Regions from separate parts of the Danio rerio genome. Here region 1 is linked to region 2. Evidence: chromatin contacts called from public HiChIP or PLAC-seq data. All regions are on one chromosome and are shown on one strand. The core of a region is the stretch at or near the end of the contact, and the rest is flanking DNA. Distances in the headings are between cores, read along the strand shown.

Region 1 (4,453 bases), core at 19-2,518, 100 kb before region 2:
TATCGATTTCTTAACTCTTCTGAAGCTATTAAATTTGTTGTGTATGATTAATATGAACATCTAAAAACATGACACCTTTTCATTTACTCAAAACAACTGAAATGACACCAGTACTGAACAAAATATAGATTATTTTCCAAATTGTGTGTATTTGTAGATATTTACAACTTTACCAACTTAGTATTCTTTTTTAACTTGTTTATTAACACAATTTGCAACCTCAGTTCAGTCTCAAACTCAGTCCTATCAGGAGTCAATATTAATTTCAACTGACGAAGTGTTTAAAAGCAGAGACTTTCCATTTAATGTTATTATTTTAATACTAAGCTAATATTATATTAAACATCCCATGAAAATTAAATGCTATAGTAATTCATAGTAAATACTTCAATGTTTTAGAACCATACTATAATAAAGTACTTGAATTAATCTGTTGTGGTAATTCTATAGTTGAAAATGTAATGTTTTATAAACTAATTAACTAATGCTACGTTTTCTACAACTAGGGTATTTTTTACTAAACTAAACCATAGTTTGCTGTAGTAAAAACTAAGGTAAACTACAGTATTTATTACAGCTTATCATGCAGTTCACAATAGTAAAAGGATAGATCACAAAAAAATAATTTACCATTTACTTACCTTTAAAAGATTCCAGACCTTTATGGGTATATTTCTTTTGTTAAACACAAATTCAAATATATTTTGAACATAGCGTAAAAATCTGTAACCATTCAAAATCCATATAGGAAAATTAAATACTATGGAAGTCTGTGGTCACAGATTTCCAGCTTTCTTCAAATTAACTTTCTGCAGAAGAAAGAAAGTTTGGAACAAGTTAATGGTGAGTAAATGATGATAGAATGTTTAGTTTTTGGTGAACTATCACTTAGCCACTACAGTAGCTATGTTATAACATTCATAACACAGTGTTCTAAATACTATAGGCAATAGTATAATACTCACTATAGTGTATTATGGTGTATTAGTGTATTATAGTGTATAAACTATAATATTTACTATAACTATAACTATTACTGTAATATTTTTAATGAGGAATCATTCCTGGAGCTAAAAAAATCCTTTTACATTTTCTCCTCTTTCATGGTTATTTATCATGTTTACCTCATTTTATTAACCCGGTCACCACAATGTTAAAAAATTCTGGTTTTACTATCAGTCTGTCTACCCACAATGTACACACTCTCACACTCACACACCACACACACACAGTGCACCTCTAGGGGGACTCCAGACTCCAGCGGATCGTAGCAGCGCGTGAAGAAGCATGAAGACGAACGTGACTGGAAGAGCGGCGTGCGCGAGAATAATGTAACCATCGCCCAGCCACAGTCACTCTCCCGCGGACCAGCGACACACTTCCACTCCGCGCTTTCGCTCCTGGAGCTGCTGATTCATGGGTGCTTTCGGTGAGTCCCGCTGCTTGCCCTACGGATGTGTTTTCTCGTACTCTCGAAACGTGTGCTTGTTTTGCAGTGTGTTGTAGTAGGGCTTGTTAGCAGGAGCAGCGGCGGTGTAGGAAGACCTCAGGGCAACATGTTACAGTTGCAGATGAAAGCGAATTTACAGTAGAGTAAGTGCAGGAGTACAGGATTTGCAGCTGCGTTTGCCTCGTATAAAATCAAGGTATGTTGAGCTTGCGTTCGGCTGGAGTGACACTACTACTGCAAAGGGGCTCCCAATGCAGTGCACTACTAGTGTGGAGAGACATTCTTCACATTTTAGAGTTTGTTATTGGGGATTTACTGTTTAGCAAGTGTGGTGAGAATTCAGTGTAGTGAGTCTATGTAATGCCATGCTTTATTATTATTATTATTATTTTTTATTTAATTATCAGATTTTTGTGACAGACAAAAGAGAAACAACAGTATCTATCTATCTATCTATCTATCTATCTATCTATCTATCTATCTATCTATCTATCTATCTATCTATCTATCTATCTATCTATCTATCTATATAACAGTACAAAATTGAATAAAATAAAAATAAACCACACTATAACTCATATATATATATATATATATATATATATATATATATAAATGACTTTTTATTTGGTGGGCATATGAAGCTAACAGTTTTTCTTTGCTGCGATAATTGCCAAAGCTTCTATTAGGATGTATTGTATTATTGATTTATTTGTTTTCTTTTCGGCTTAGTCCCTTTATTAATTCAAGGTCGCCACAGCGATATGAACCGCCAACTTATCCAGCACGTTTTTATGCAGCGGTTGCCCTTCTAGCCACAACCCATCTCTGGGAAAGTCTTGTATTATACCAATATAAATGTTAGTTTTAAAATAAGGGCTACTTTGACAGGAATATTAAAAAGATCTGTTCATTTATTTATTTTAAAGATAAAATTAGAGTAAGTAAATGTTTCAAACTATGGTAATAAAAATGCAAAATGACATAAATTGCATGTAGCTGTAAGAAATAGCATCAATGTATACATTATTGTTATTGTTAGTTAAAATAATACATCTGGAGTTTATTTATTAGGTCCATGAAGATAAAACATGTACAGATTTTGAAATCATTGAGTTTAGCTACACAATTATAGCATAAGATGAATAAATGCCTTACAAGTAGTTTTCATCATAACTAACTTATGCTAACAAACTAAGCCTGGTTGTAAAGTGTTAATAGCCCAGAGACAAATGAAGACCTTATAAATCAATATCTCAGGCATGTTTAAGGCAGATTGACTTGTGAAAATGCTTGTGCGTGAAGCTTATTTTAAAAAAAATTGTGAATGCAATCATAACATAAGGCCTGTTAATTAGCACAAGGTATGGTCATGTCTGTTATTTGGTCATATTTCTATGTATAATTATTAGATACGTACATATTTCTGTGGGTTTTTTTTTCTTTATGTAAATATGCAGTGTGAAGTGTTAAAGGATCTTTCTCCTGTCATAGGCATTACTGTTTATAGCTTCACTGGAGCAAAGTTAAAGGTTTAAAGTTTTTATCATCCCTTACATTTTTTCTCTCATGTCAGTGCCGAATGAATGGTCGAATCTTCTTGCCAAGTTAAATTAGTGCTTGCAATAGAATGTGAAGCCACAGTGTCTCTAGAGTGGGATCCATGAAGGGAAAACCAGCCCAAGTTTCCCACAGACCACCGTAACTTTATTTAGATAGCTGTGTTTGATTTCAATCGATAATACATGCCTTTCAAGATTATGTGTTGAAGGGGATATACATTTTAACATGTTTTTTTTTTTACTTGTAAATGTTTTATTATTCCAACAGAATTTATGGTAAGGATTGACATATGCTAAAAAAAGAATTTTTTTTTGTAAGTGGTCATTATTTCTTTGAAGTGTTTCTCTATTTTTAGCCACATTTTTGGCACATTTCATTGAAGATGAGCAATTTAATTTCAGTTTCCTTGTCAGATTACAATTTTAAGTAGGACTGCACAATATATCACGATGTGATCCTTTGCAATAGTCACATCGCAAGTATATGCAATGTTGAGTCTGGATTATGATTGATCATGTTTTGTTTTTTTGAGGACTGTGTGAGGGTTTAAAAAGCATCCAGGCACAAAAAAAAGATAGCGTTTGTAACTTTAAAAAATTAGTAACGATTAATTTTATTGAGTTGTTTATAAAACAAAGACTATGCGGTATTATTTTACATTTGATTATTCAATTACTGCATACCTGAATACATTTTGACTACAAAAGACTATTTACTTAACTAGCATATGTTTCTTAACTGAATTTATCTATGCTTGAAGATTTGTTTATTGTACCCTCTACGGAATCTTTCCAAATATATCTAAAATTAGGGATGTCCAGACCCGATTACACGGTTTGTGCTCATATATATGCTCATACTGTATATTTATATATATACAGTATATTTCAGAGAGGCTATTGGTTAAATGCCAGTGTTGTGCAAAGAAACACACCCCGAAATGTGCATATATTAACTTAAATTGATTAAAATAATAAGAATAATAGAGTTATGGCAACTAATGACTGTGACTGAGGCGAGTTCCATGAACCCTTACCTTAGAGAAGATATGTATTTATATTAATAAATAGATGTAGTTTCAATAAAATATTGATTAGATTAATGAAGGTAGATTGTTTAATGTGTGGTTTAGTTAAAAACTACAATTTTATATTTTTCATTTATTTAAAACCAAAAAGCTTAATTTTTTTGAAAAAGGCTTATTACATCAGTCTAAACTACAGTCCAAAATTATATTTTTCATTTATTTGTAAACCTATTTTTAAAATGCTTTTCACTTCTTGTTTTTGCTTGATCTATCAAGTAAAAATCATATTAGTTGATGTTTTAATTATTTATGGCCTTTGTTTTTTTTTAAAATGTAGACTGAGAATGCTAATGAAAGTCTATGAAGGGGATGCATTTCACAGGCAGGGGTGCATTTCTTGGCACAACACCTGT
Region 2 (5,016 bases), core at 686-3,185:
CCCTTTATGCATCACATTAAACTTTAGAACTCACAAAATAAATACTGCTACATTCAGGCACACCCATGTGAGCCAATAGTATCTGTATGCAGCCTTGATGATGCAAGCTGAGACTGCAAATATTTTGTACTGTCTGGAGCCAGCACCTAAACTTTTCACTCATTATAGCACATGTGCTGCTGATGATGTGACAATAAAAGTGATTTGATTTGATTTGAAAATATGTCAGTCAATAAATCTTTCCTGGATTCATGGTATTCCCTCAGAACTGAAGAAATTATTAGAAAATGATATAGTTCAAAATACAAATTCAGATTTTAGTCTGAAATTGGAAGGTATGAATATAAAAGAAAGATGTAATAATTATCTTTGAATGATTTGCCAGATGGTCAGTGTTTCTTCAGCCATTAATTTTCGGAGATCACAATTTCAAGATGTCAACTGGAACAAGACTTTTAAGATTCTTAAAAGTTTCTTTGGTACTTTTTAGTTTTTTTTTTTTTTGCACTGTACAGTATATACCTCCACTGTGGATGGAGTTTTTGGCACTGTAAATAAACACCACCTTGCATGACAGTGCTTTGAGAGAAAGCCATCAATTTTGATCCTTACGAACTCACATTTCTCCCGCTGAAGACGAGCTGGTGGGCTTATTTTCATTACATTTGCAGTCGTTTTTGTATAACAGAATTAGAGAGGCATCATTTAAAATTGTTCATCGTATTCATCCTGTAAAACAGGTAAACTCTACATTTTGTAAAGATGTTGATTTAAAATGTGCTTTCTATTGTTCATTTATTTTATGATTGTATTTATACACAATTACTTTGGTGTGATCTTTTATTTTTTGTTAACCAGAGTAAGAATATTGCTGTGGAATTCAAAGAAAAAGATGAGAATAAAAATGACTTCAAAATTTGATAAATTGTTGTTTTGCTCGTTATTTATGGATTTTTTATCATTAATGTAAATAGGCAGTGAAAAAAAAAAATTTACCCACTTTAAAATAGAAATAGGTCATAACCTATGTACGATGAAAGAAACAAAAAATATCAAAGCAAAAAGAACTTAATTATCTTAAAGCTTTAAATCTTCTCTTTGAATAATTTTATTTTTTCCTTTTTGTATTATATTTATTTTTATGTCAATTTAATGTTATTGCTCTTGTATGTTCTGTGTTGTAAAATAGAAATAATAATGATGATAATAATAATAATAATAATAATAATAATAATAATAATTATTATTATTATTATTATTATTATTATTATTATTATTACCATAAATAATAATAATAAAGCAGTATGGTGGCACACTGGGTAGCACAATCGCCTCACAGCAAGAAGGTCGCTGGTTCGAGCCCCAGCTGGGTGAGTTAGTGTTTCTGTGGGGTTTGCATGCTCTCCCGTGTTCGTGTGGGTTTCCTTTGGGTGATCCAGTTTACCCTACAAGTCCAAAGACATGCCGTACAGGTGAATTGAATAAGTTGAATTGGCCGTAGTGTATGTGTTCGGGTGTGAGAGTGTTTCCAAGTATTAGGTTGCGGATGGAAGTGCATCCGCTGCATAAAACATGTGCTGCATAAGTTGGCGGTTCATTCTGCTGTGACGACCCCTGATTAATAAAGGGACTAAGCCGAAAAAAATGAATGAATGAATGAATGAATGCATAAATGAACGAACGAATAATTATAAAGAGACTTTCTTAGTGAACGTAAATACATCCAAAAGATTCGAGTCCCTGAAAGGAGATTCGAATCCTCAGATGGAGATCTCCGGCTTTAGGACCCAGATGACTCTCAATCATTTGAACGAATGGCACCTGTTGCGTTCAAAGGGAAGCCGGGAGGCCAGCGCTGCTGCTCGCGTGAAACCGTCGCGCACTTATTAAACTCAAAACATCTAAAACTCGAAGATACAGAGTAACAACATCATCCGTCATTGCGTCCATCTGTCCATCTACTCACAGCTTAAGAAAACGGCGCCGCGCAAGGCGAGGAAACGCCGATCTATCAGTACTATCTGTCTCTGGGAGGAGAAGCACATGATTGACTAATCTTCTTACAGGTAAAGTTCGAAGAATTACTTAAATGAGGGCTTCATTTGTTTTCAAGTGTTTCGCATCACATCTGTTGTCAGAGAGATAACATCGACTTATCTTCCTCTCCTCATTGACATGAGTGGGCTTCATCCTCATTGTTAGTAGTGTAAATTACTTCTCTATAACACTCACACACACCAACTACTTTGTTGTAATTTTACTTTTAAAAAGGCTATTGAACATTATTACAACTCCTTTGATTCTGTAAATACTTTAAGCACTATCTGTGCCAGACTCACTTCCTTGTATGTATTTAGAGAAGTTTCGTTTAGTGGTCATGCTGCGTGGCGATATTTATTAAAACTTCAAGGAAGTGGTTGGCGTTCGTTCTGTTTACAAAATGGTTAAAGCAGTGAATTGAGGTTAAGTTTGTTTTATTCACAAATTCGGAGTTTCTCCTTAGTACCGTGGTAAACAATATAGGGAACATGTCACAAGTTGTCAAAAAAACGAATGTGTGTTCATAAAACTACTTTGCCTCAATAAGCAATGATACTTAAAGGGATAGTTCACCTAAAACCTAAATTTGTCATCAGTTACTCATCCTTTACTTGGAAAAAAATGTTCAAGCAATGTTTCTTAAAGGTATTGTTCACCTGAAACTTAGGATTTGTTGAATAAAGTTGACCATTGATTTCCATTTGTCTTCCTACTATAGATGTCAATCATTACCTGTTATTAGCTTTCTTCAAGGTATCGTCTTTTGTGTTCAACAGGAGAAATAAACTCAAAGGTTTGGAGCCACATAAAGGAAAGTAAATTTTCATTTTAGGGTGAAGTATCACTTTTACATGTGCTTATAACAATAATGACTATTTTACGTTCTTGCCATTCAGTTCACACACAAAGCAGGGAAACCAGTTTTACTCGGTAATTAGGAAACTCTGAACACCTACACAAGAGAACAGCAGAAGTTGGCCTGACTGTCTCTGTTGGCTACTTGTGTCTTGGGATTTGTGATGTAGATGAGTTTAAATAGACTGGTGTCATGAGCGCTGAGGTTACTGATTCATTTAAAGCCATAGGTTCCATATTCATCACATTTCCTACTTTAAATATTAATGTTTAAATGTAATGATTAATAGTGGTTTTACTGTGGCACTTCTTAAGGTGACCCTTTAAACTTCTTTCCAAGTAAGGCAAAGGTTTGTCTTTTTTTTATTATGTGCAGTTAGACAGGTGACGTGTCACAATTGTGAAGTGTGTTTATGCAAAGATTCCAATGCCACCCATTAGAGGTGTGTGTGAGTGAGTGTGTGTAGTGAAGCACCTGCTGCCACGTCAATCCAGCAGGGCGAAGGAAGGGAAGGATCAGGTGCAGAAGGGTGTTTGTTGTCAGGTGAGGTTTGTTTGCGCTGTTGCTGTGATCCATGTGAGTCCACAGTGCAGGCTTTCGCTGCTAATTACACGTGGGGCTTGGCTTGATTTCGTGTGGAACGGGACTATATAAACTCTAAAATTGTCGTCACGAAACCATTTTTACAATATATAAAAAAACAGCCAGATAAAGCTGCTTACATCTGAGAATGACACAATGTTAAATGCCAATGTCTGTCCCATACTGAGCTTTTATTAATGTCGCTTACTGTTTATTTTATTAAAACCCTAATAAAAGACCTCTGACATCTAGCTTTGTGCATGCTTTTGAGGCACCAATATGCACTAGGCACATTAGGACAGCTTGGGCCATAGATTTAAATGAAGAATTAGCAGATGAGTTCTGGGAAGAAGCCCTGTCGAAAGTAAAGAAAGGTTAGATAAATTCAAATATATATATAGTAACTGAGACAATACAATGGTGGGGGGGGGGGGGGGGGGGGGGGGGCAAAATTATGTACTATTTTAATGTACTGTTTGTTTTTTTCTATCTTATAAATGTTAAATAAAACAAAATGTTTACTTTATTTAACATCTTAAACAGCTTATTTTGGTCAAATGTTAAAATGATTAAATATAAAATTTAAAGATTTTATAAAAATTGTTATTATTGGTATTTTTTGTTGTGTATTTTGTGCTTTTTCACTTTTTGTTTGTAGTAATATTTCCTTATTGTTCATTTAAATAATATTGTTATCATTGTTTTAGTCTTGAGTTTTGATTAAGTATTAAAATGATTTATTTGAAAAGAAATGTATTTTCCATTAAAAGGGATGGCTTCAAATAAACATGATTATTTCCTCACCCTCAAGCTGTTCTGAACCTAATTGCATTTCACCTTGTTTTGTTGGACATAAAAGTAGATTGTTTGAGGAATGTGGGTAACCCACATTCAAAATAACACATGGCAGTTTCAGGCTACTACAAGGTTTTAACAGTTATGATAGTCATGGTGTTAGATTATGCTATTTTGAATACTAAATTCTTGTCGCGTAGAGAACAAGTGAGATGTGTTATACTGCATATTGCTTCTCGAACAGTCATTGCTGGTCTTCAGAATGTGTGTGGAAGCAAGTGTAGGAGTATCATTGCCATATCTCTACAAATCTTCCTTCCACCGTAGAACCCCTAGATTAGTTTTTATATAATAAATTTGCACAGATCTCCTGCTATATTTATAACATAATTTAATTTTTTTTTTTGGTAAGTCATTCTAAAAAGCATGGTGACCAGTGTTATAGGGGTATGTACATCACAGTTATATATTTATTTAAAAGAGACATTGATACAGTTTGTCGATGGAGAGTTAGAATTATGTTCAGTAGGGCTGGGCGATTAACCAAAAACTACACTGCACGACCCAAAAAGTTAACTCAAACCATTTGAGGAAACCGGTTGCAACAAACCATTTAAGTTCAAAAACTAATCCTAATGAGTACTGTGAACTTAATCCATTTGAGTAAATGAAGCAATTTGAGCACAGTGAAACCAAATAAAGGGAGAGAACTCGAACTAATTGAGTACTGCAAAACCAGTAAG

The links. HiChIP or PLAC-seq counts read pairs in DNA pulled down with a chosen protein or histone mark.
Region 1: a contact with region 2 is called in an H3K4me3 HiChIP or PLAC-seq map of embryo, with 2.1 times the contacts expected there. The contact joins the promoter of adcy6b here to the promoter of galnt6 in region 2. A contact is called at or near these places in 2 of 18 Hi-C or Micro-C datasets (caudal fin and an unstated tissue) and 2 of 4 datasets of contacts at active chromatin or transcription factors (caudal fin and embryo).

What each region holds. Positions count from the first base shown.
Region 1 is chr23:29,804,620-29,809,072 of GRCz12tu, reverse strand. It overlaps adcy6b (adenylate cyclase 6b), which reads left to right and starts at 1,268. Exons shown (of 23, transcript XM_002666490.7): 1 at 1,268-1,429.
Region 2 is chr23:29,700,548-29,705,563 of GRCz12tu, reverse strand. galnt6 (UDP-N-acetyl-alpha-D-galactosamine:polypeptide N-acetylgalactosaminyltransferase 6 (GalNAc-T6)) reads left to right here and starts at 1,935. Exons shown (of 11, transcript NM_213196.1): 1 at 1,935-2,066.